3 separate regions of the Mus musculus genome follow, and all the other regions are linked to region 3. A link is a contact called in public promoter capture Hi-C data. All regions are on one chromosome and are shown on one strand. Each heading gives the region's core, a stretch centred on a gene start, on an enhancer-like site or on the middle of the called end of the contact. The rest is flanking DNA. Distances are from core to core; before and after follow the strand shown.

Region 1 (4,016 bases), core at 860-3,359, 1.1 Mb before region 3:
ACACAGCGTCAGGGGCAGCTGGGTGCAGAACTTCTCAGGACAAGAAAGTAGAGAAGGAAGGCTGGGTAGGGGATGAGGGAGCGGTGGCTATAAGAGGAGGGAAGGAAGCAGTATCTTCATGCACACCCTCCCTATCTCTGGCAGGCCCTTTAGAACCCGGTCCCTTTGACGCGTGGCATAGGTGACCTAGTGCCTGGCCCAGCCTTAATGGAGTGTCAATAAAGAATTTCCTTATGGGGTGGATCCGGTCCTAGTGAGGCAGCTGGCTCAAGGTTGGCCCTGAGCCCAAGGGGAACCGGACGGCTTAGGGCCCATCCGCTGGGCATTGTGATAGAGATGGATCAGAAATTATAAGGAATATAAACGGCCGGCCAGGTAATACAAGGAGGTAAAAGAACCAGGAAAGAAATCGGAACGGATAGACGATGTCGTCCCAAGCATTCAAGCCTCTACGACAAAAGACCTCTGCCTCCCCAAGAGCTCCGCCTATGGTTGCCTGGGTGATGCAGCGGCCAGGGCTAGTTTACGTCATCTCGGGTTCCCATGGCAACAAAGGCAGGCCTTTCGCTCCCTGTCAAATTTCTAGCCCTCCGTCGTCAGGCAGAACATCGCATCCCAAGAGTGGACAACTCTCACCTTCTCTCAGCACACCAGAAGATTCCATCTAGGATTTTGGGGTTCCCGCTGGGAAGATGATAGGGGTCATAAAGGTTTAGAATTGGGAAGACTTCCTAACATCATCCACGGGTCCTCCCCTCTATCCCACTCTGTCATTTGGTCTCCCGAGAGTTTGTTTTTCATTTTCAGCGCTCTCCGGGGGTGGTGGGGCGGGTATCTCTGATCACGGTCTATGCACCAACAAGACGCTGACGGACAAATATTGGAGGATGCGAATTTTTATTTGAAAACCCATAAAAGCTGGGTTAGAGGTCACAGACTCACGTTCACACGGACCCTTTCATGCTGCGTCACACAGAAGTGCACATTGGTGGGGGCTCGTGCTCTCCTCTTACGACGCTGCCGCAGTGCCCACCCTGGTCTGCTTGCACCCAAGCCTTTTAGGTCATAGATGTTTGCCTCCAGTTTGAACGGCTGTTGTTCTGTGGGGCCCAAGCAAAGAGGGACAGAGAGGAGGGGCACAGCTGCTTGTGGCTCCCGACACTCACCAGCCACCTGTGGCCCAGCATCTAGAGCCAAGCCCCGCGGCAGGTGGTTTGAGACAAATGGCTATCATACCTCCTACCATCCTTTAACCTTCACTCAGCGACCCCCATCAGGCCCTAACGCTCAATGTTCTGGGCAACACCCCTTCTGCTAATCCCTTTCTCTCCATCGAGCTGTTTCCTTTTTTAACACCCAGCACCCAGCAGTCAGACCCGAACAGGAGCTGACGGTTTTGCCCCTGGGCCACCTTGGAGATGCACAGCTCCCACTGGCTCTCCCAGACCTGCAGAGGTGGAGCCAGCCCACAAGGAGGGGGTCTGCAGTCACCATGAACTGGGCGAGATGAGGTCCAGCTGTCCCGCCGCCCCTGCTACCCTACTATGCCCAGGATAAGGATTTGCAGCTTCATATGGGGTTTGTGCAGGCTGAGCAGCCATAATTCTTCCTAATGTCCAGGCTGCCACTGGCCTGTAGGGGTTTCTCGACATACCTTGAGGTCTAGGGACCTTTCCATCCACCTCAAGCCAGCAGAGCTGCTGCCCCCAACTGTCCCGAGAGGTCTAATGACCACCCTCCACCGGAGCCAGCGGGGCCAACCTGACTTCTAGTGGAGACCACAGGAAGGAGATGGCTGTGCTCCACCGCTCTGGCAGACATCGGATCAGTCAAATCACTCCCACATAGACTCTCAACCCCTACACCCATATCTTTGCACGTACATCCCACAGACGCACAGTCACACACTCTTGCACCCGCCCCCTTCCTCGCACCTCTCACATCCCTGCACCCTTGCACACCCACGCACACATGCTGGCCCCCTCGTCCCCATTCCAAAAGGAGAAACGTGGAAATGGCTCACAGGCAGTTGCTGCAGGACGCAGTCGCGGGAGGACAGGGATGCAGTGTAGATGCGGAGGATGCAGTTCCAGGCGCTTCACCACCAGGCGGGGCGGGCTAGGGGCTGAAGCCTGAGAGCGAGGCTGTGGTTGCCATGGAGATGCAGGCTGGAGGAGGGACCACTGTGGCTCAGGTGGCCTCACACCCCCTCCCACGGCAGATCTCTGCACTGTCTCTTATCACACTCACACACCTGACACAAGCACTTCACACACCCACGAAATACATTTCACATACTTGATACACACTTCACCCTCCCATACGCACATATTGCTTGCTTTCTTTCTTTCTTTCTTCCTTCCTTCCTTTCTTTCTTTCTTCCTTCCTTCCTTCCTTCCTTCCTTCCTTTCTTTCTTTCTTTCTTTCTTTCTTTTTTTTTGTTGTTGATTTTTGTTTATTTGTTTGTTTTTTGTTTTTCAAGACAGGGTTTCTCTGTGTAGCCCTGGCTGTCCTGGAACTCATTCTGTAGACCAGGCCTCAAACTCAGAAATCCACCGCCTCTGCCTCCCAAGTGCTGGGATTAAAGACGTGCGCCACCACTGCCCGGCTACATATTGCTAAGACACACTTCATACACAATTTACACCCCTGACACACACAGCATGCAAAGGCATACATCACACCAGTTCTCACATCTCATGTCACTTCACTGCAGGGGGGCAACCAGGAGACCAGAGGAGCCCTGGCTGCTCCTCCAGCTGGGATTCCAGGGGTTAAGGGAGAGCCTGTTCCTTCCCCTGAGATCTCACAATAGAAGCTGGGGTCAGGACAGCTGTGGTTGGCCTCTGACCTAGAGGGCGCTCCTCTAGACGCCTTTCCATGTCTGAATTTCTGGGCTGGAAGCTTTCCTAGGACTGGCCTTGTCTTGCTTGGTCACTGGTGCCTGAATAATGGTAATATGCAGAAGGCACTGGACAGATGTTTAGTTGATAGTATGCCTCGCTTCACACAGGGCATCTCTAGTGGCCGTGCTTCTCCTGGTCTTCCGCTCGAGGCAGCAGTACTCTCTGTTCACAGTTCTGTCTTGCTGTTGACTGGAATCCGCCTTAAAAAAGATTTATTTATTTATTTTATGTATATGAGTACACTGTAGCTGTACTGATGGTTGTGAGCCATCATGTGGTTGCTGGGAATTTGAATTCAGGACCTCTGCTCACTCTGGTGGAGCCCACTCAATCCAGCCTAAAGATTTATTTATTATTATACAAAAGTAAACTGTAGCTGTCTTCAGACACACCAGAAGAGGGCATCAGATCTTATTACGGATGGTTGTGAGTCACCATGTATTTGAACTCAGGACCTTCAGAAGAACAGTCAAGTGCTCTTAACCGCTGAGCCATCTCTCCAGCCCTGACTGGAACCCTCTTGCTGTCGTGAATCACGGCTTGTCCGCAGACAGGTATCTGAATTGTTCTCCTTTGTGTCTGTTGCATGACATGTAACAACATTCCTGACCAAGTCTTCGTTAGACACATGCTTCTATTGCTCTTGGGTAGATGCTGGAAAGTGCAACTGTGGTGAGCTGTCAACATGGGTGCTGGGAACTGAACTCTGGACCAATCCAAGAGCATCAAGTGTCCTTAATAATGTTGCCACTTCTCCAGGCCCAACATTTAACTTTTAAAGAAAATGCTAAACTGTTTTACCCAAAGTGGCTGTACTATTTTTGTTCCCATTATTGGTTCTCCATATTCATCAATATTTGCTATTGTCTCATTATCGACATTGGCATCATCCTGCCAGTCTGTAATAACAAACTGCCACAGACTAAAATTAGTCTTACTATTCTGGAGGCCAAAGCTCTGAGATCAAGGTGCTGGTGAAGGTCCTGCTGAAAGCCTGCTCCTCCACTTCTGTAGAGAGTATCTGTCAGTGTCCTAATCTACTCTTAAAGGACATCGATCATACTGGATTAGAGCCTACTTGAAGATCCCATCTTTACTTCTTCCTCCTCC
Region 2 (3,932 bases), core at 621-3,120, 1.1 Mb before region 3:
GGTCAGCAATACACGCACTGTTGTATTAAAGGGTCGAAGCATTAGGAAGGTTGAGAACCACTACAGGCTCCTAGATAATAAAACCAGCCTGTGCCGGTTGGCTTTTGTACACTTGACACAAACCTAGACATATCTGAGAAGATGGAATCTCCATTGAGAAACTGTTTCTATCAGATTTAGCCTGTAATCAATACCTATGGGGCATCTCTTTGATTGATGACTAATGGGGGAAGGCCTGGATCACTGTGTGTGGGGGTGCCACCCCCTGAGCAAGAAAGCAGGCTGGCCTGGGTGTGTGTGAGTGTGTGTGTGTGTGAGACATTCACCTTTAATCCCCAGCACTTAGGAAGCACAGACAGTCACAGATCTCCTAGTTCAAGACCAGTCTGGTCTCAGAACAAGCCAGGACTACACAGTAAAAAACAAACAAAAGCCCCCAAACAAAACACCTAACCAAGCCGGGCAGTGGTGGCGCATGCCTTTAATCCCAGCACTTGGGAGGCAGAGGCAGGTGGATTTCTGAGTTTGAGGTCAGCCTGGTCTAACAAAGTGAGTTGTCCAGGACAGCCAGGATACACAAAGAAACCCTGTCTCGAAAACAAAAAACAAAAAACAAAACAAAACACCTAACCAAGACATGGCCTGTCAAAAACATTTTATCATTTGCAAAATGTCAAGAATCCAAATACTTTTACAGAGACAAAAGTGAGAGAGATGATATCACGCCTGGTCATAAGCAGCTGTCTAAAGACATAGAAACGCTCATTTCCAGGGCTTAATTACAGAAAGGCTTTCCTTCCTTCATCCCTCCCTCCTTCTCTTCTTCGCCCCCCCGCCCGTGCCTCTCCCTGCTCCCCAGGTCCCTCTCCTTAGGGGGAAGGTTTTACTATAAATAAGAGAGAAAACATCCAGAGACATTTGGAAGAATCCAGAACAGAGAGAAAGAGAAACAGACCGAGCAAGGCCTGGGCTGAGAGAGAGGGAGAATAATCCCAAAAGGCTTTCATTTGTATCTATTAAACAGTAGCGTCCCTTCTTTCTTGACACTTATATTCATACTGGGGGAGGGTGACCTACTTTGGTAGAGGAGCAAAGTTAAAGCCCCTCAAAGTGTCAGCCGCACGTTTCGATCGTCTTTTTGTTTAGGTTAGGGTTTCTTTCCACACCTGTCTCTACTGCAGCAGGCCCTGATCCCTTCACCCCTGAACCCCGAGCACCAGCAGCAGATGCAGAAAACCCGCAGGCCAGCACCGCAGTCACCGCGGGGCTGTCAAGAGAGGAGTCACACTAACCACGAACTTCCCAAGGCCACTGCCTCCAATTGGACTCCTGGAGAGGACTGAAAGAGCCAGAGAGGCAGTCGCACCGTGGAGCGAGACAAGCCCGGGCTGGCGGACGGAACCGCCGGCGGCAGAGGCCCAAGAGAATCAGGCTCTTCCCCGCTGCAGGCCAGCCTGGCTCCGGTACCCGATCCCGCGCCCGGCTCCAGCCCCGCCCTTCTCCGACCAGTTCCCGCCACAACACAGACCCAGCCCTGACTCACCTCCGCGCGTCGCGTCCCGCCCCGCAGGGTCGCCACAGGAAGTTAGTAGACGTCACGTCCGTCACCACCCCTCCGACGGTGGCCGAAGGGCCGCGGCGGCCGTGGTGATGTTGCTTCCCCCTGCACTATATTCCCGCCTGGCCGGGGAGCCGGGGGCAGCCGAACCGCTGCCCGTGGAGAGGAACCCTGCGGCTGGGGAGGCACCCTTCCGATTCGCGCCGCGTGCCGTGCGCTTCCCGCGGGATCACGAATTCTTCGAGGTGCGTGACAACCCGGGCGGAAGATGTCCTGAGCCCCACAGGGAGGGGCCTAGAAGCAAGACTGTCGCTGTGGGCGGGGCTTGTGGGGACCGGACCTGTGGACCGGATCAAGGGGCTGGACACAGCTCTATGGGTTGGGGCGTGGCTCCGAGCTGTAGGGCGTGGCTTCGATGCCGGAGTCCACCCACAGCTCTTGACGCGTGTCTTCTGTAGGATGGGGATGTGCAGCGGCACCTGTACTTGCAGGACATGCTCACGCAAGTGTCCGAGACGCCGGAAAAATCCATGTGAGCACCTTGGCTTCGAGGCCTTACTCGGCTTGCTAGCGCTATCCTGATTCCTCCTCTCTCGTCCGCTTACACCCTGGGACTCCGACCCCTCCCAGTTGACACCCGAGTAGCATCCACTTAGCACCACCCTGCCCTAACAGGAGCATGGCTTGGCTGGACTTCCCTCCCCTAGTCTGTTAGTAAGGTTTGGGGTGGCACAAGAAGCGCTCTTCTTGTTTCAGGCTCAGCTGGAATATGGGTAAGAAGTTCCGCCGGAATTCCTGCCTTGGGATAGTTGGGGGAAGGGGGAAACATTCTTCCAAGAGACACACCTCCTTTCCCAGGGTGCCTGAGTTCACCTGTCAGGTGGCTGGCTGTTGCCAAGTGTTTGCCGCCATAGAAGACTACCAGCACCACTACCACATGATGCATGGAAACACCTGCTCCTTCTGCAACCGTGCCTTCCCCTCTGGGCATTTGCTGGATGTCCACATCCTGGAATGGCACGACTCTCTGTTTCAGATCCTGGCCCAGAGGCAAGACATGGTGGGTGCTGACTGCACTGGGTGCATCTGCAGTGGTGACTGGGATTAGGGCTTAGGGCAGGGTGAGAGTAGAGGTGACACTTTATTCTTTGTAGTACCAGTGCTTGGTTGAAAGCTGCCCAGAGAAGTTCAAGACCAGCCAAGACCGGAAGGATCACATGGTGAGGCTACACCTGTACCCTGCGGATTTCCGATTTGATAAGCCCAAGACGAACAGAGGGTACGTGAGGGACCCAGTTGTGACTGTCCCCAGTCTTAAGCCTGGGAACAGACACTGTAATCAAATCTTAGTGAGGACACTAACAGAGCAGAGGGTGAGGTGCTAGCAAGTGCTTGTGCTGGTGTGGTGTCTTCCATGGCCCTCTGATGCTACCAGCAGGGCACTGGGGACTGTCCCAAGTGTGTGTGCTTTTCCCATGGAATCCCCTGTGTGCTCTTCACACTTCTCCCATGGAACCCCCTAGGGTTTCTCTCTCTCTCTCTCTCTCTCTCTCTCTCTCTCTCTGCTTACTTTTATAAACTTGCCAACAAAGCTGTCTGTTAGCATGACTGTTTAGACTGCCCTAAGGAGAATAATTCCTGGAATAACTTTTAGAATAATGCTTCTTTGCTTCCTTTAAAAAGTGACTCCTTTCCATGAACTCCCATGATCCTTTGGTAGTGCATTGATGAGGTGACAGCTCATTCTGTGAAGTGCATAAGTTTGCGGTTCAATCCCTAGCACCTACCTTAAAAATCCAAGTATGGCGTGCACCATACAATGCTAGCACCATGAAAGTGAAGACAGAGAGTTCTGGAGTTAGGCCAGCCAGCTTAGCCTCATCTGTGAGCTCTGAGTCCCAGTGAGAGACCTCGTCTCATCCAGGTAGATGGCTCCTAGGAAATGGCACCTGAGGTTGTCTTTGGTCCTCAACATATAAACGTACACCACACACATGAGTATATACACCTAAGCACACACACAAAGACAAACAAATAAAATGTGTCTGAATTGGAGTCTGTTTTCAATCATGCAGAGCCCCATTGCACGGTGGAGTGCTTCAGGAGATCTGAGTCTTCAATACTTGTCGATTTCTACAGAGCTGGATTAGCTCATTGGAAGTAGTGGCAAGAATCTATGTTATCTAGTTGATTTTAGTAAATCTCTCCCTCGTGGAAAGACATTTGGGGGCTGGGCTATAACTCAGTAGTAGAGTTTGGTTCCCAATATCCCCCTCAGATGGGTTATAACTGCTTGTCATTTCAATTGGATCCCTCCAAGGGATCCGCCTTTTTCTTCTAGGTATCCACATACGTGGCACCCAGAAGCGCACAC
Region 3 (4,124 bases), core at 102-2,601:
AGCCTGGACAGCATGTGGGTATCCTGGAAGGCTTGAAAGAAGAGATCAGTGCTGTGCTCCTAGCACTGAAGGGAGAGCGGTACTAGGTTCTGTTTAAGAGAAACAGAAGTCACTTCAGCTGCTCTCTATAACAGTTACCGAAACTGGCAAACAGCTCTGTGTGAAGTTACAGTGCCTGGCACAACATGGCTTTACTAACGGGGTCTTCCCCTTCCTTCCCAGGGCTAGGAGGATACCCCCTTAATGCTAACCAGGAGCACTTTACACATATTGACACAAGGGCTAGTGACAGGGAAAACTGAGGCAACGGCAGAGATAACTCACTGTGGACATATAGCCAGGGCATGGAGAAACCAGTTAGCCCCACCCACAACTCGCCAGGGAGTAAAACCAGCACTGCCTGGATCAGATGTGTCATCCAAAGCCAGTCATCACTAGGGCACTGCCACTGGGGTGGGGTAGCTACAGTACTTCTAGTCACAGGTGCAACCCACACCTGCTCTCTTATGCACTACAGACTACAGGGTCCTAGAGTATCTACCTTTGAGGAAAGCACAGGACTGGACTTTATGGGAGGCAGGGTGCCAGCCAGTCCTGACGATCATCTGAGGTCAGGGGCAAGGGATGTGAAAGAACCCAGGCAGCTGGTTCTTCTCCCACACTCCTCCCCCTGTTTGGCCTTGGGACCAGGCAGGAGGTCCCACCAGCCTGGCTTAGAAGCATGATTCAGGCCTCTGCTTTGATGTGATTGGATATTGCTAACTAGCTGCTCCTAGCTGTTGGGTTAATCCTAGGATCTGAAGACACCCTCTTTGGGCCTTAAAGTGAGCGAGCGAACAGGTCGCTGGCGACGGAGCTATGAGGTCAGCCTTCAAGCACCAAGCAAGGCTCCTCTGAGGCACAAATGTGTCACCCTAAGGGAGGAACAGGCCTCAGAGACTCGCCGGGCCCGTGATCCCGCCCCCGCCCAATTTTTTGATCCCTCAAACCTTCTGGTCCAGCCGCTCTGCCACGTATTAAGAGGGCCAGGAAGGGACCCGAAAAAAACTCTCAAAGGCAGCCGGGCGCCCCGGAACATGGCCCTTGCTCACCTGGTGCCGCTGCAAGAGGTCCCAGACGATCCGTTTTCTTCCGCCCAGGGCGGGGCGTAGAGACTTTCGCCGCTTCTCTTTCTCTGGCCCCAACTAGCCTTTCACTTTGCCTACTGGAGACCGCCCACTAGGTCTGTCCCTCCCACATGCAGGCTGCACTTTGGGAACAGAACTTGACAAACCTGAGTCACTTCTTTGAGCCTGACTAAAAATACGTAAAATGATCCACAGCTGCCACGAAATGGGTGTGACTGTGATGAGAGCTTCTGGTATGAACACACCCATCTCTCCTACAGGCCGACCAGGTTTTCATGGCTAGAACAGTGTTCATTATGAACAGCCTTTCTCCCTGGGGATAGGGCTTGGGATGTCGAGAGCCTCTGATGCATGGGGCTCTCAAGCATTTCGTCACTAAGCATTTCTGATATTTGTCTTAAATATCGTTTATATATGAATGCTTCATCTGCATATATATCTGTGCATCGTGCCCAGGAAGGCCAGAAGAGGGTATCAGATTCTTGGGGAATGGCCACCATTCAGGTGTTGGGAACTACACCTGGGTGCTCTGGAAGAGCAGTGTCCTAAGCCATCCCTCCAGCCCATGTTTAAACTTTGTAACATACTCCCAAGTTATAGGATTTGCTTTTGGTTTCTGTATTTTTGAAATAAGGTCTTGATGTGTAGCCCAGGAGGGCCTTGAACATGCAGATTTGCTTCCTGAGTGCTGGGATTCTAGCACTGTGGAAAAAGTCAGCATTGAGAGTTTGTCACTCAGGAGCCCTGCTCTCTTGCACAAATGGCCACACACACCCTTGCCAAGGAACTGGCATCCATCCACCTAAGTGTTTGTTAAACACTTGTCATTTGCCAGATGCTGTTCTGAGTCCCTCCGGGAACTTTAATAATACAAGTAAAGGAGAGTCTAGCAGGCCAGCATAGGAAATCAGGAATTGTGTTCCCTAAAAGACCTGGGACAGGGAGCCCTGAAGGGAGAGAAGGAGGCAAAGAGACAGGCAAGAAAAGAGGCTGGAACTCAGCTTCATAAACCCTGTGCAGTGGCCACTACAGACAGAGCTTAATCTTCATCGCTGCAGAGCCATCCTCATGGAACCAATACCAACAACTGACCTGTGAAGTTGGGGATCAGTTCTTTGGGGAAAGATTAAAGCCTGCCCAATTAGAAGGAAAACTTTGGCCAGCCAGCCTTTATTTGTTGCTGCCATGAAGGAGAATTCCTGAAAAGAAGCTGTATCTACAGAGACTGGCTGATTAGAGTTTCAGTGCTGTGGAGAAATTGGGCTGGTGCAGTTCCAGAGGCTGCCTTATCCTGGGCTAGTTCTACCCCTCTAGAACAGCTCTTCCTTGCCTACCTGTGTTGCAACTAATATCTTGTGATCAGGCTGGCCTACAACTCACAGAGATGTGGCTTCCTCTTCCCCCTGACTGCTGGTAGGAAAGGCAAGTGTCACCACACCCAGCATCCTTTTGGAATCCTTTAGCAGACCAGTAGCTTCCACTAACCAAAAGCCAAGAATGTCATCAGTTGGCATCTTGGACTTACAGAAAAGCTTCCTTCCTCTTGTTGTACCAATCTCTCTGATGTACCCTTCAATGTACTTAAACTTGCCTTGTTTACTACTATTTTCTTCTGTAAAACTACAAAACGTCATGAAACTACCTCCATGGGAACACAGAATCTGGAGTAACCTAAATCTGTGTTCTCAGGCCATGGTCACTAACAATGACTCCAGAATAAACTATCTCTTATTCCTTTTAAGGTGAGAGCTGTAGTTGTTTTCATGGATACTGAGTACCCACAGACAAATGGCAGGGGCTACCAACTTAGGAGCCTGGGTTCAGGCAAGCCATGTGGCTGGCAGGTACAATGAGTTTCTAGCACCATACCAGGACCTCAGAACAAACTAAAGACAAGCACCTGCCTTCCTTCTACCAGCATGAAAGTGAGCTTTCTACAAAGACCACACCCAGTGAGGAAGGGTGAGAAGTGAAGGGGGCAAGGGCCCCTGGGTGCTGAGTTTGCACAAACTTTCCTGGAAGCTGTATGGGAGAACTCATGTGGGTGGGTGGGTAGGTGGGCCCCAGTATAGTCCTGAGGATCCTCTTAGGAAGCGGCGGAGATACTGGGTGAAAGGGCAAAGAAAGGTTTATCTTTTGGAGGCTCCAAAAGTTTCCTCCTGCAGACACTTGACTTTTAATTTCTCTCCTGAATTGTGAAGAGACAGCAGATATGAAACTGGCAAATTTTTTTCACAACTGTTACAATAGGGGGGGGGTGCTTTTTGTTCCTTTTTTGTTTTATTTTGGGTTCTTTCTTTCTTCCTTCCTTTCTTCCTTTCTTTCTTTCTTTCTTTCTTTCTTTCTTTCTTTCTTTCTTTCTTTCTTTCTTTCTTTCTTTCAAGACAGGGTCTCACTGTGTAGCTCTGGTTGTCCTGGAACTCACAATGACTGGCCTCAAACTTAAAGAGATCAACCTGCCTCTGCCTCCTGAGTGCTAGGACTAAAGGCATGCACCACTATCTATCCATGGCTCTGTCACAGTTTTTTTTTAAGCTGTGGTCTTGCAGCAGGCCATGGGCTGCCTTTAATCCTAGCACTCTACTCCAGAGGCCCAGGCAAGTGGATCTTTGTGAGTTCAAGGGTTACATAGTGAGCATGGGTTACATAGTGAGAACAAAAACAAACAAAAAGATATGGCCTTGCTATGTAGTCCAGGTTCACCTTGAACCCAGTACAAAATCAAGGCTGGTCTCATCCTCCTCCGCACTAAGCCACTGCTACCACGCACAACCTACTTTAGCTGTGTACAACCACAGTGGCCCAACCTTTACCTCACTAGCACTTCCATCAAGAAGGATAAGGGTGAGTTCAAAACCAGTTAGTGCTACATAATCAGTTTCAGGCTAGGCTGGGCTACAATGTGAAATTGTGTCTTTTTTGGGGAGTGTGGTTCGAGACAGGGTTTCTCTGTATAGCCCTCGCTGTCCTGGAACTCACTCTGTAGACCAGGCTAGC

Evidence for each region. Promoter capture Hi-C pulls out the DNA fragments that hold promoters and counts their contacts.
Region 1: a contact with region 3 is called in a promoter capture Hi-C map of liver, with 5 times the contacts expected there. The contact joins the promoter of Caly here to the promoter of Rnh1 in region 3. A contact is called at or near these places in 15 of 39 promoter capture datasets (the 3T3-L1 cell line, 3T3-L1-derived adipocytes, cranial neural crest and 8 more), 1 of 15 datasets of contacts at CTCF or cohesin (embryonic stem cells), 5 of 484 Hi-C or Micro-C datasets (cerebellum, cortical neurons, embryonic stem cells and 1 more), 5 of 115 datasets of contacts at active chromatin or transcription factors (the SCID.adh cell line, SST interneurons, large pre-B cells and 2 more) and 1 of 9 other capture datasets (embryonic stem cells).
Region 2: a contact with region 3 is called in a promoter capture Hi-C map of embryonic stem cells, with 6 times the contacts expected there. The contact joins the promoter of Tubgcp2 here to the promoter of Rnh1 in region 3. A contact is called at or near these places in 3 of 39 promoter capture datasets (cranial neural crest, embryonic stem cells and pre-B cells), 1 of 484 Hi-C or Micro-C datasets (B cells), 5 of 115 datasets of contacts at active chromatin or transcription factors (T-cell acute lymphoblastic leukemia, embryonic hindbrain, large pre-B cells and 2 more) and 1 of 9 other capture datasets (adipose tissue).

Annotation. Positions count from the first base shown.
Region 1 is chr7:140,080,439-140,084,454 of GRCm38.p6, forward strand. It overlaps Caly (calcyon neuron-specific vesicular protein), which reads right to left and starts at 2,110. Exons shown (of 5, transcript NM_001190385.1): 1 at 2,024-2,110.
Region 2 is chr7:140,034,804-140,038,735 of GRCm38.p6, forward strand. Tubgcp2 (tubulin, gamma complex associated protein 2) reads right to left here and starts at 1,871. Exons shown (of 18, transcript NM_001286007.1): 1 at 1,544-1,871. Zfp511 (zinc finger protein 511) reads left to right here and starts at 1,588. Exons shown (of 6, transcript NM_027201.1): 1 at 1,588-1,803; 2 at 2,017-2,090; 3 at 2,417-2,618; 4 at 2,713-2,837. The coding sequence starts at 1,651.
Region 3 is chr7:141,167,585-141,171,708 of GRCm38.p6, forward strand. Rnh1 (ribonuclease/angiogenin inhibitor 1) reads right to left here and starts at 1,352. Exons shown (of 10, transcript NM_145135.3): 1 at 1,092-1,352.